2 separate regions of the Mus musculus genome follow, and region 1 is linked to region 2. Evidence: chromatin contacts called from public Hi-C data. All regions are on one chromosome and are shown on one strand. Each heading gives the region's core, a stretch centred on a gene start, on an enhancer-like site or on the middle of the called end of the contact. The rest is flanking DNA. Distances are from core to core; before and after follow the strand shown. Region 1 overlaps Gm36778 (a long non-coding RNA gene). Region 2 holds the start of Slc25a24 (solute carrier family 25 (mitochondrial carrier, phosphate carrier), member 24).

Evidence for each region. Hi-C and Micro-C count contacts between places; a contact is called where the count stands out from the background.
Region 1: a Hi-C map of bone marrow-derived macrophages shows a contact between it and region 2, with 1.8 times the contacts expected there. The contact joins the enhancer-like site here to the promoter of Slc25a24 in region 2. A contact is called at or near these places in 4 of 39 promoter capture datasets (the 3T3-L1 cell line, embryonic stem cells, macrophages and 1 more), 2 of 484 Hi-C or Micro-C datasets (bone marrow-derived macrophages and pancreatic cancer cells), 2 of 115 datasets of contacts at active chromatin or transcription factors (bone marrow-derived macrophages and trophoblast stem cells) and 2 of 9 other capture datasets (adipose tissue and liver).

The regions. Positions count from the first base shown.
Region 1 is chr3:109,061,504-109,066,125 of GRCm38.p6, reverse strand. Gm36778 (a long non-coding RNA gene) reads right to left here. Exons shown (of 4, transcript XR_375965.2): 3 at 1,939-2,088; 4 at 773-1,241. Among named protein-coding and RNA genes, the nearest start is that of Gm36778, 8.1 kb to the right of the region's middle. Within about 2 kb of position 2,930, at least 4 of the 459 cell types and tissues checked have an H3K27ac peak or open chromatin away from gene starts, as enhancers often do. A contact at or near this core is called in bone marrow-derived macrophages, where this site is marked.
Region 2 is chr3:109,121,014-109,125,722 of GRCm38.p6, reverse strand. Slc25a24 (solute carrier family 25 (mitochondrial carrier, phosphate carrier), member 24) reads right to left here and starts at 2,574. Exons shown (of 10, transcript NM_172685.3): 1 at 2,336-2,574. The coding sequence starts at 2,518. It overlaps Gm19391 (a long non-coding RNA gene), which reads left to right and starts at 2,649. Exons shown (of 2, transcript XR_867568.1): 1 at 2,649-2,777; 2 at 4,576-4,709.

The DNA of each region.
Region 1 (4,622 bases), core at 1,681-4,180, 60 kb after region 2:
CCAGTAGCTGACTCAGAAGGATGCAGAGACCCACAGACAAAGAGTGGATGCAGCTTGTAGACTCTTATGGAAGAGCTGGGGAAAGGACTAGGGGCCCCGAAGGGGATTGGAACTCCATAGGAAGACCAACAGAGTCAACTAACCTGGACCCTTTTGGGGCTCTCAGAGACTGAGCCAGCAACCAAAGAGCATACACAGCTCAACCTAGGGTCCTCCCCCCACCCCAGCATATATGTAGCAGATGTGCAGCTCAGTCTTCATGTGGATCCCAAACTAGAGTGAGGCCTATCCCAAAAGCTGTTGCCTGTCTATGGGGTATGTTCTTCTATCTGGGCTCCCCTATCTGGCCTCAGAGGGAGAGGATGTGCCTAGCCCAGCAGAAACCTGATGTTGGGGCAGGGGTTGGGGTGCAGGAATCCAGTGGGGGTTTCTACCCTCTCAGAGAAGAAGGGGAGGAGAAGGGAGAGGAATTGTGGGAGAGAGTGAGTAGAAGGAGAGCAGTGATAGAGATATAAAGTGAATTTTTAAAAAAAATGTAGAACTCTTGCTCCTCCAACACCATGTCTGCCTGCACAGTACCATGCTTCCTGCCGTGATGATAATGGACTAAATCTCTGAACCTGTAAGCCAGCCCCCAATTAAATGTTTGCCTTTATAAGAGTTGCCTTGGTCATGATTTCTCTTCATAGCAATGAAACACTAAGAAACTAAGAGCCATCTTTTTCTATATATTAGTATTTAATGAATGTTACTTTTATATAATTGTGCCTACCAACTACCTGGATATAATTATAAGTCTCACAATTTAACAGAGAAGTAGAGAAACATGACAAATATCCTAACATCTGACTTAGATTTCATATACGTACACAATGTTCACATTTCCTCCTAATCCCCTTGACTTCTTTCCAGATCAATTCCCTCTCTTTCTTTCATTATTATTATTATTACGCATATAGAATGAGTTATGTATAAACACCACCAGATGAGTCCATTTAGTGCTGCTTATATGGACACAATTTTTAGAGCTAAGCACTTAGTATTGGATAACCAATCGGGGGCGCATCCTTGGGGAAGGCTGGTTCTTTCCTGTCGGCAGTCATTAATTGCCTCCAGATCTTCCTCTAGGAGTTGAGTCTTGTGCGATCTCCATCAGCCATCGTTGCATGTCAGCTGACCATGCCATCGCTCAAGTCTCAGTTAAACTGCGGTGTTGTTGAGAGTTTGTGGGCACAGCTTCCCTGTTACACATGGAAGACACAGCTTTACAGCAGATGAGCTACACATACATTTAAACGTATACAGTTTTGGGATAAGCATAAATATGTTGCCCTACATTATGTTCAAACCTCCCTAGTGTTGTTTATCCCTCCTCCCTCCCTTCCACACAGTATTGCCCTTCCTCATCTTAATCAGTGCCTCACCCACCCCTTCACTCCATGACCCTGCTCCCATTTCTTTACCCATTTGACAAAACCATACCCTTGGTTCTCCATATTTATTGAGAATTCATTGTCATTGTCTATAGACACTCTTCCAGTATAACCAAAGAGCAGGTGCAAGGCCCAGTAAGAGCTTGTGAATATGGTAGAAGATAGAAATGATTCCAGTGGCTTCTATTCTTTCAGAGAAGAATAAAGTACAGAAAAGAACATCAGAAGGATGGAAATCAAGGACCAGAAGTTTGAAGACAGAAGAATCCAGAGGCAGTTATTATGCAGAGTGAGAAGGCTATGGTACAAAAGAAACCAGGTAAAATTCCAGCCACTGGGAGCACTAATTTGTGGTAGTGGACTGATAGGTCATCGGTTTTCAGAACACTAAGTAGCTCAGATTTGAGCATGTGCCCATCAGTATATAGAGGTCATGGACCACTATACCAGGAGCTTCTGTCAGAAATGCGAGTGCCGGCTCCACGTTGCTGTGAGATGCACTCACCCTAGTCTACTCCATGGAGGTTCTGCGCCTACTTGTTCTACTTGGATCACGTGATGGAACCGTACATCAGTTGTTTGTCCGATCAGCCACGTGACCAGTATGTAGTCCAGCCTGTACAGGTGATGTATTTGGATTGTCGTCGTCATTCGCCTACAGACTCAAAACATAATCATTTTAAAGCACCTTGGGAGTGTGTAGAGTGTAACTATCATAGCTTTATGATCCTGATGATGCTTTTTTTTAAAATATAAAAGATGGATCTTCTGTGTTACAATCACAAAATTAAAACCAGTACTTAAAAGTGGAGAAGTATTAAAATAATATGGACAAATAGAAACAAAAGGGACAGTACATCAGGAGGACACAGGACCATGGTGACAACGGAAGGGTCACTTCAGCCCTAGACCTGAACAAATGGCCGTGTGACAGATAGGCTCAGACTTTAAACCCCTGGTATTTTCTGTCTCCCATGGATGAACCCAAATATAACCAAGAAAAATCTCCATTATTAATACACACCCCTCCAGAATGACAGAAAAGCACAAAAGTTAGATTACAGTCAATGTGACTGTTAATTACAAATGTGAAATTGCTCAAATAACTATAGTGTTTTTAATGGAATTAGTATGTCATAAATATGTTTCATTGACTTTTATGAATGCATAAACAGCTTTTGATGGAAAATGAGAACAATAAGTTGAGAAATTGCCTCAGAATTTAATTAATCTGGCTTTTAAAAAAAAGCACTATATAAGCAGAATGCTGTTGATAGGTATAAGAAGAATAAACAAGGGCCCCTAACATTATGGAGACAACAGAGATGCTATTTTGTGTATGCTTCGTTGAAGTATTATTTATTTTGTTTGTGAACAGATTCTATAGATTTAGCAAATGAACAATCTTGTTTTTTAATTTTATTGCACTGTGGAAACAATTTAGGGCCGAGTAGACTAGGTGTAATTTTGTATCTTGGACACCAGAGGGCACCAAAGCAACAGAACGACAACTTAAGGATTCCTCTGTGGGCCACCACAGACGTTTTTCTATAACTATAATTCATTCAATGACTTTCCCCTCAGAATCAATGGCATAGCTTAGCTATAACTATAGAAAGTATGTAAAGCTGTTCTGATTAAGATGCACCCACGATTTGCCAACGTAAATTTTAAAGTAATTTTTATTATTGTTTTATTAATTTTTTAATATTTTCTCTCTATGTTGTAATATCATGAAAATTGATCCAACCAAGAAAATGCATTGATCAGTTTTCTCACAAATGTGATAGTTTATTCGTTTTACTGCCATCTTTCCAAGTTAATGATCAAGTTAAAGCCAGAGTTAGGAACATCAAGCCAACTACAGTGGCTGAAAGACTAAAATCCCCAGGTTTTTTCTCTGTGAGCAGTGGATCTCCACAACGTGGAAAGTGATAAGCCTTACTTGTATAGGTTCCTTTGGCTGTCTTTCATACAGAGAATACCCACATGGTCTTAAGGTTTCATCTGTAGCAAAGTGCTGTGTGTTAACCGATTGTACTGAGGGAGAAAAAAGAAGCTTTCCTTCTGTCGTTTAAACTTGTTGTGCAAGCCCCGCTCTCGTTCACCGTCACTTGGGAAGTGTGTCTACTGCGGTCATTTGTGGTGTACCCAGTTGACCCTGAGTTTATGGATATTCAGAGAAAGAGTTGGGGTTTTTTGTTTTGTTTTGTTTTTTTGTTATTGTTTGGTTTTTTGGTTTGGGTTTGGGTTTTTGGGGTTTTTTGGTTTGGTTTGGGGGTGGGGGGTTGTTTAAGTTTGAGCTAAGGCAGTTTTCTCAGGCTGCTACAGTAAATTACCAGAAACAGGTGATTTAAGACAACAGAAATGTACTCTGAGTTCGGGAGGCCAGAAGATCAAAATCTAAGCAGTGGGGGTGTGGGGGAGAGGGACTTGTAAGGGTGGGACTTGGGGCGGAGCTGTGATTGGGATATAAAGAGAATTTTTTTAAATGTCATTGAAAAAAAAATCAAGGCAATCAGAATCTCTGAGGGAGAATGTCACCCCAGACTTTCTGGTTTCCCACAGTTGAGGTAAATTCTGGCTGCCCTTGGGTTATAGCTGCCTTACTCTGAGCTTTGCCTCCGGTGCCCTGTGTGTCGCTCTCCTCTGAAGACCTCTGAATACTTTCATCGCTGGATTTAGCGCTCATACAAATACACTGCCACCTCATCCTAATTACTCCTTCGAAGCCCTATTTTCAGATAAGATTAAATCCTAGGGTTTCAGGTAGACATGAATATTGAGGAAACTCATTATTTAGTCCAGCACAAGAAGTAAGACTCTTTTTATCCCTCTGAAGAAATAATGAAAGAGAAAACTAATGCTGGCCTCGATGGAAGTAGTGTGGACAGCCGAGTGTTTTATTTTCAGAATAGATGCAACATATACTCAAATAAATGGATTTTTAATTTTTATTTACTTATTTATTTATTGAGACAAGGTCTTCACTGTGCAGCTCTAGCTAATGTGAAACTCACTGTTTAGACCAGGCTGGCCCTAAATTCATAGAGTTCTTCCTGTGTCTGCCCCAAGTGATGGAATAAAAGCCATTTGCCACCACACTCAATCAGACTCAATTTTATTTTAAATTCTTATGTTTATATTATTTATTGCCTGTTCTGCAGAGGTTTTCAAGTATCTTATAAA
Region 2 (4,709 bases), core at 1,325-3,824:
AGCTTGTCCTACTTACAATGAAAACAGAAGCACTAACAACTGTGGCCTACAGGACAACTCAGAGGGTAACGGCACTTGCCACCAAGGCCTGAGCTCCATCCTGGTACTCACGTGTAAAAGGACAGAAGTGACTGTGTGAGTTTTCCTCTGACTGCCACACACACGATGGCCCCCAAGCACGCATGTGTGCACACACCCATATGCACAAATAAATAAATATGTGTGTAAAAGAAACACAAGTGATACAAAGAAACACAAGTGATACAAAGTTCAATTTGTATTATTATTATTATTATTATTATTATTATTATTATTATTATTATTACTAGACAGGTCACTGCTGCATCAGTGTATTTCACGTGCTAGCCCTAAATCCTTTAGTATCACGTTGGTCCAACGAGTGAGGCAGAATCACCAGTATTGGGAGCTGATCTTATTGGAGGGTATAATGATTAAATAAGTAATATCACTCAAGAATTGTAACAGTAGTGACACGTGAGGTAAGGGAGCCACTCACAGCTGCATGCAGTCAGCTCATCTCTGAAAGACAGTCTAGGAAGACATACCACAGACGAGGTGACCGAAGGTCAAAACTTTCCCTTAATTGTAAAAGTAATGTGTATTCATTCATTTTCCTAAACTACTACAAATGTAAAGGAAAAAGTACAAAAACTCTTATAGTTGAAAAATAAGCATTACTAACCTTCTGTAGAAGAATGTGTTACTGCTGGGGATAGTTGACCACATGAGGCATGACCACCAATAGTGACACTACACATCTGAACAAAATTAATATAATATAATACATATGTGTGTGTGCAAAATATATTCATTTATTAGTGACAAATATGAGTTGCCATGTTCTAAATATTTATATGCTTATAGGTTTTTACATAATTTATGTGTAATAATTTTTTTAATTACAGAATGTTTTTAATTACAGAAAGTTCCTCCTGACTCTGTGGGGTTTGTTGTTATTGTGGGATTGTTGTTATTATAGGGTTGTTGTTATTGTGGGGCTGGGGACCTTGAGGTCTGCTGTTGCTCTTTGTTTCAGTTCACTCCAGTTTGACTTAGATAAGGAGAGGACAGAGCCCAAGCTGACCTGTAACTAGCAACAATTCTCCAGTCTCAACTCTCAGAGTCCTGGGATTGGAGGCATGCCCCGGATGCGTTGTCTAATTTATTCATATTTTCAAAGAACAAAAATGTATTGGGAAACCTAAAGCACACTTAGAATGATACATAAGTCAAAGACATCATGTCAGTGATTAGAAAACACCTGGAAGTGATTAGAATAATAAAAACAACTAATAACCGAAACATGCCTCTGAGATGCAGCCACAGGGTGGCTGAAGAGATGCTATCACTCAAAAGTAGCTAGGCAGGCCTTTGATTCAAGAAATGGGAGGAAATGAGTCAGCCCGGAGCAAGTAGAAGAGCCACACTCGAACTTGGTTCTTTCAGAAAGTGCATCGAATAGGCAAACCTATGGCCAGAGTGAAGATGGGGGAAGAACTGAGATAAGGAAGAAAGAGGGACCCCTGCAGACACAGAAGTTCTGTAAAGTTATATAGAATAATGCCTTGGGCAAAACTGGCAGCTTCCAAAAAATAAAGTTGTAACTTACCAAGAGGACAAACTAAAGTGAAGACTCCTCTATTAATGGCATTGACAGTGACTGAAAGAGGAGTTTTAAATATAGGTACAGAACAGTTGTGGCCCACTCAGTAACTCAAGCACCTTCCTCTTAAGATAGAAAAGCCAGCGTCCTCTTGTAAGACAGCGGGCTGGACAAGTTCCAGATCTAGTGTCCCCACCCTGCCAAGGAGCCTGGATGTCAGGGCCACAATTCATATGACTCAGAGAAAGTCCAATTGCTTTGCAACAGGTCAACCCTTCAGATCAATGCGTGCACCCAGGGGACTAACTTTGAACGTCATAAAAACGGAATGTGGCCTTTCTACCTCACCCAGCAGTTGGGAGCAAGGCCGGTTTTAACTCCTTTTTGAAACAATAAACTCTAGCTGTAACAAAGTTACTTAAAGTTGGGACTCACTAAAGTCTGACAGCAGGTCATGAAAAGTTTGCAAAGGACGGGACAAGTGAGCCAAGAACCAGAGATGCTCTCAGAACAAAAAGTGTTGACAGTTTTAAGTGTGCAACATTAATTTATCTGGGAATACACCCGCCGCCTTCCAGATCCAACTCCTTGGAGCTCTTTCAGCGGGTTGGCGGGCATAGTTCCTCCTCCTTGCCTGGCCTCAGGCCACCGCCCTCCCAGGACCTGGCTGTGTGGCGCCTGCGGCCACCCCAACACCCTACAGCGACCCACCTCCTCCGCGTCCTGGCCCAGCGGGATGCCCAGGCTTTGCAGCCCCTGCTGCAGCTCTCCGATGTCCACCACGCCGTCCCCATTGCGGTCCAGCGCCCGGAAGAGCGTTTCGTAGCGTGTGGGCGGCTCCGCGTCGTGGCAGGCGGCGGTGGGCAGCACAAAGGCCCGCAGCCAGCGCAGCATGGTCCCGGGGAAGTCACCGTGAGCTGGTGGGGCGCGATCCGAGTGCGGAGGCCTGTGGGGTGGGGCGGCGGCCGCGGGTTGTCTGGATCGTCGTCGGGGGGGGGGGGGGGGGGGGGGGGGAGGGGGGCGAGGCTTCTGGCTCGCAGGAACTGAGCTCCGCACAGGGTGTGGTCGCCCAGCTGCTGCTCTGGGCGGAGCTGGCCCAGGCCTGCGCTGGCGACTAGGAGGGGATGGGCCAGCTTCCTGACTCCAGAACCAGGTAGGATAGGGTGCTGGGGGGGAGGGGGGGATGAAGGGGGGAATGCAAGGAGGGTTTCTGCTCTGCCCAAAGGCACAAACTTCGCCAACAGATTTATTAAAGCTTGGGTTTGGGGGTAGTTTGATGAGCAGGTTGCTCAACCTCAAAGCCCCGTTGGGCTGGAAGACTTGGAGAAGTGCAGAGTTCATCAGAAAGACAGCAGTAGGTGGGTATCTGGGACAGAGAGTCAAAAGTGAAAATGGCTATCAGACCAAAGGGAGAGGAAAGGGGCCTGCTAGAGGCCTTTTTCTGAGAGGAGCATCAGCCACCCAAGAGGGCATAGAGAAAGGAGAGAAGATGGAACACAGTGGGTACCTTCCCACAGCACACAAAGAAACCCCAGCTTCTTTCCTTCGAGACAGGTGTGGTCCTGAGGTTTGCCATTTATAGTTCAGGTGAGACACAGTTTCTGGGATAACGGGAGAAACGCTGGGACTACAGAGACTTCGATACCTGCTCCTTCGGCTGTGTAATTCCAAAGACCTAACGTAGCTTCCCTGGATAGCCTCCCGTCAGTAAAATGAGAATATGAACAGCTGCTTTGCCATCAAGTGAAATGTCCTTCTCTGGAATAGTCTCAATTCAATCACTGCTGCTTAGCAGAATCTGTGGTTATGTCCTGTTGTGTCCGGGTATTTAAAACGAACACTAAAACCACTTGTTTCTTCCAAAGTGGAGGACTTGAATTTCCCTCCTTCCTTACCACTCTGTACATTAAAATATACTGTGTATAAATAGAGTCTGCAGATAAAGGCTGCCAGTAACCAGTTTCTGGGCCTCTATTGCTTCCAAGCCATAGTCTTGGAAATTAGCCCCTTCCTCTGGAAAGGCTCTCAGACGCCACCAGTCTTTGTTGGCTCTCCTGGAAAATGGCTTCTAAGGCCATCTCTGGAGATGGCTGATGTTGAGGACGCTTGCCAACCCAGAAATAAAGGTTCCTCAGTGGAACAACCTGTGCTGTGTTCGAACTAGGAGCTGCCTCTCAGCTCTGAAAGCAATCGCATGCTAGGAAGTTCTGAAAAGAGCAGAGCTATATAGTGACAGAAACATATCGGGAGTTATGTGCTGCAAGAGTCAGAAGGGTTTTTTTTCGGGGGGTGATATTAAAGGGCAGAAGGCAGCGTATGAGGTGAGTGGTTTTATTCCACCCTGTGCTCCCCAGTGTTGCGGTCACACCCCCCCAGCAGTGGCCTACAAGCAATGAGGTCATGTAACCATGGGCTGGAACCTCTGAAACCAGCCCAGGTGAACCTTTCCCTGTTTATAAACATTATCTCCAGTATTTGCTGTGACGGTGAAGGATGGCCAACACAGAGATAACAACCGTAGAAAATTGTCTGCATGGGAGAAGAAAATGCTCACGGACCCCAATCATCTCCATGAAAGGGCTTCCCTTCCTGTGTCCATTCGTCAGGCCCACAACCAAGGGCTCCCACAAAGGCCACACAGAAAACCTGGGTTCATACTTAGTTTTACTTGATTTATTGTGGTCAGGAAGGACAAGTCTAGGGTTCAGCCTAATTCAGCACTCCTGCATTAAAAGACTTGCTGCCTTCGCATGCCCTTCATTTCCATGGGAACCACAGATATTTTACCCCCATCAGTTTTGGTCCTTGAAGACATCAGCACCTACTCTGGATCACTTGGAGTAGTGAGGGATCTGCTTGAATAACCACTCCGGAGTCTCATGGTTTGAGCAGATAAACATGTTTACCCTTTTTATTAACAGCTACTAATCAATTGCTCTGTGCTATTGCAGACAAACCATCAGCCTCTGCACAAGGACCAGTTCGGTTCCAAATTCCCCACGGTTGATGCTCTCTCAAATCTGAGTGATCATGAAGGAGGCCATGTATTGAACAGCTCCCGTAAAAAGCTGTGATCATCACCGGA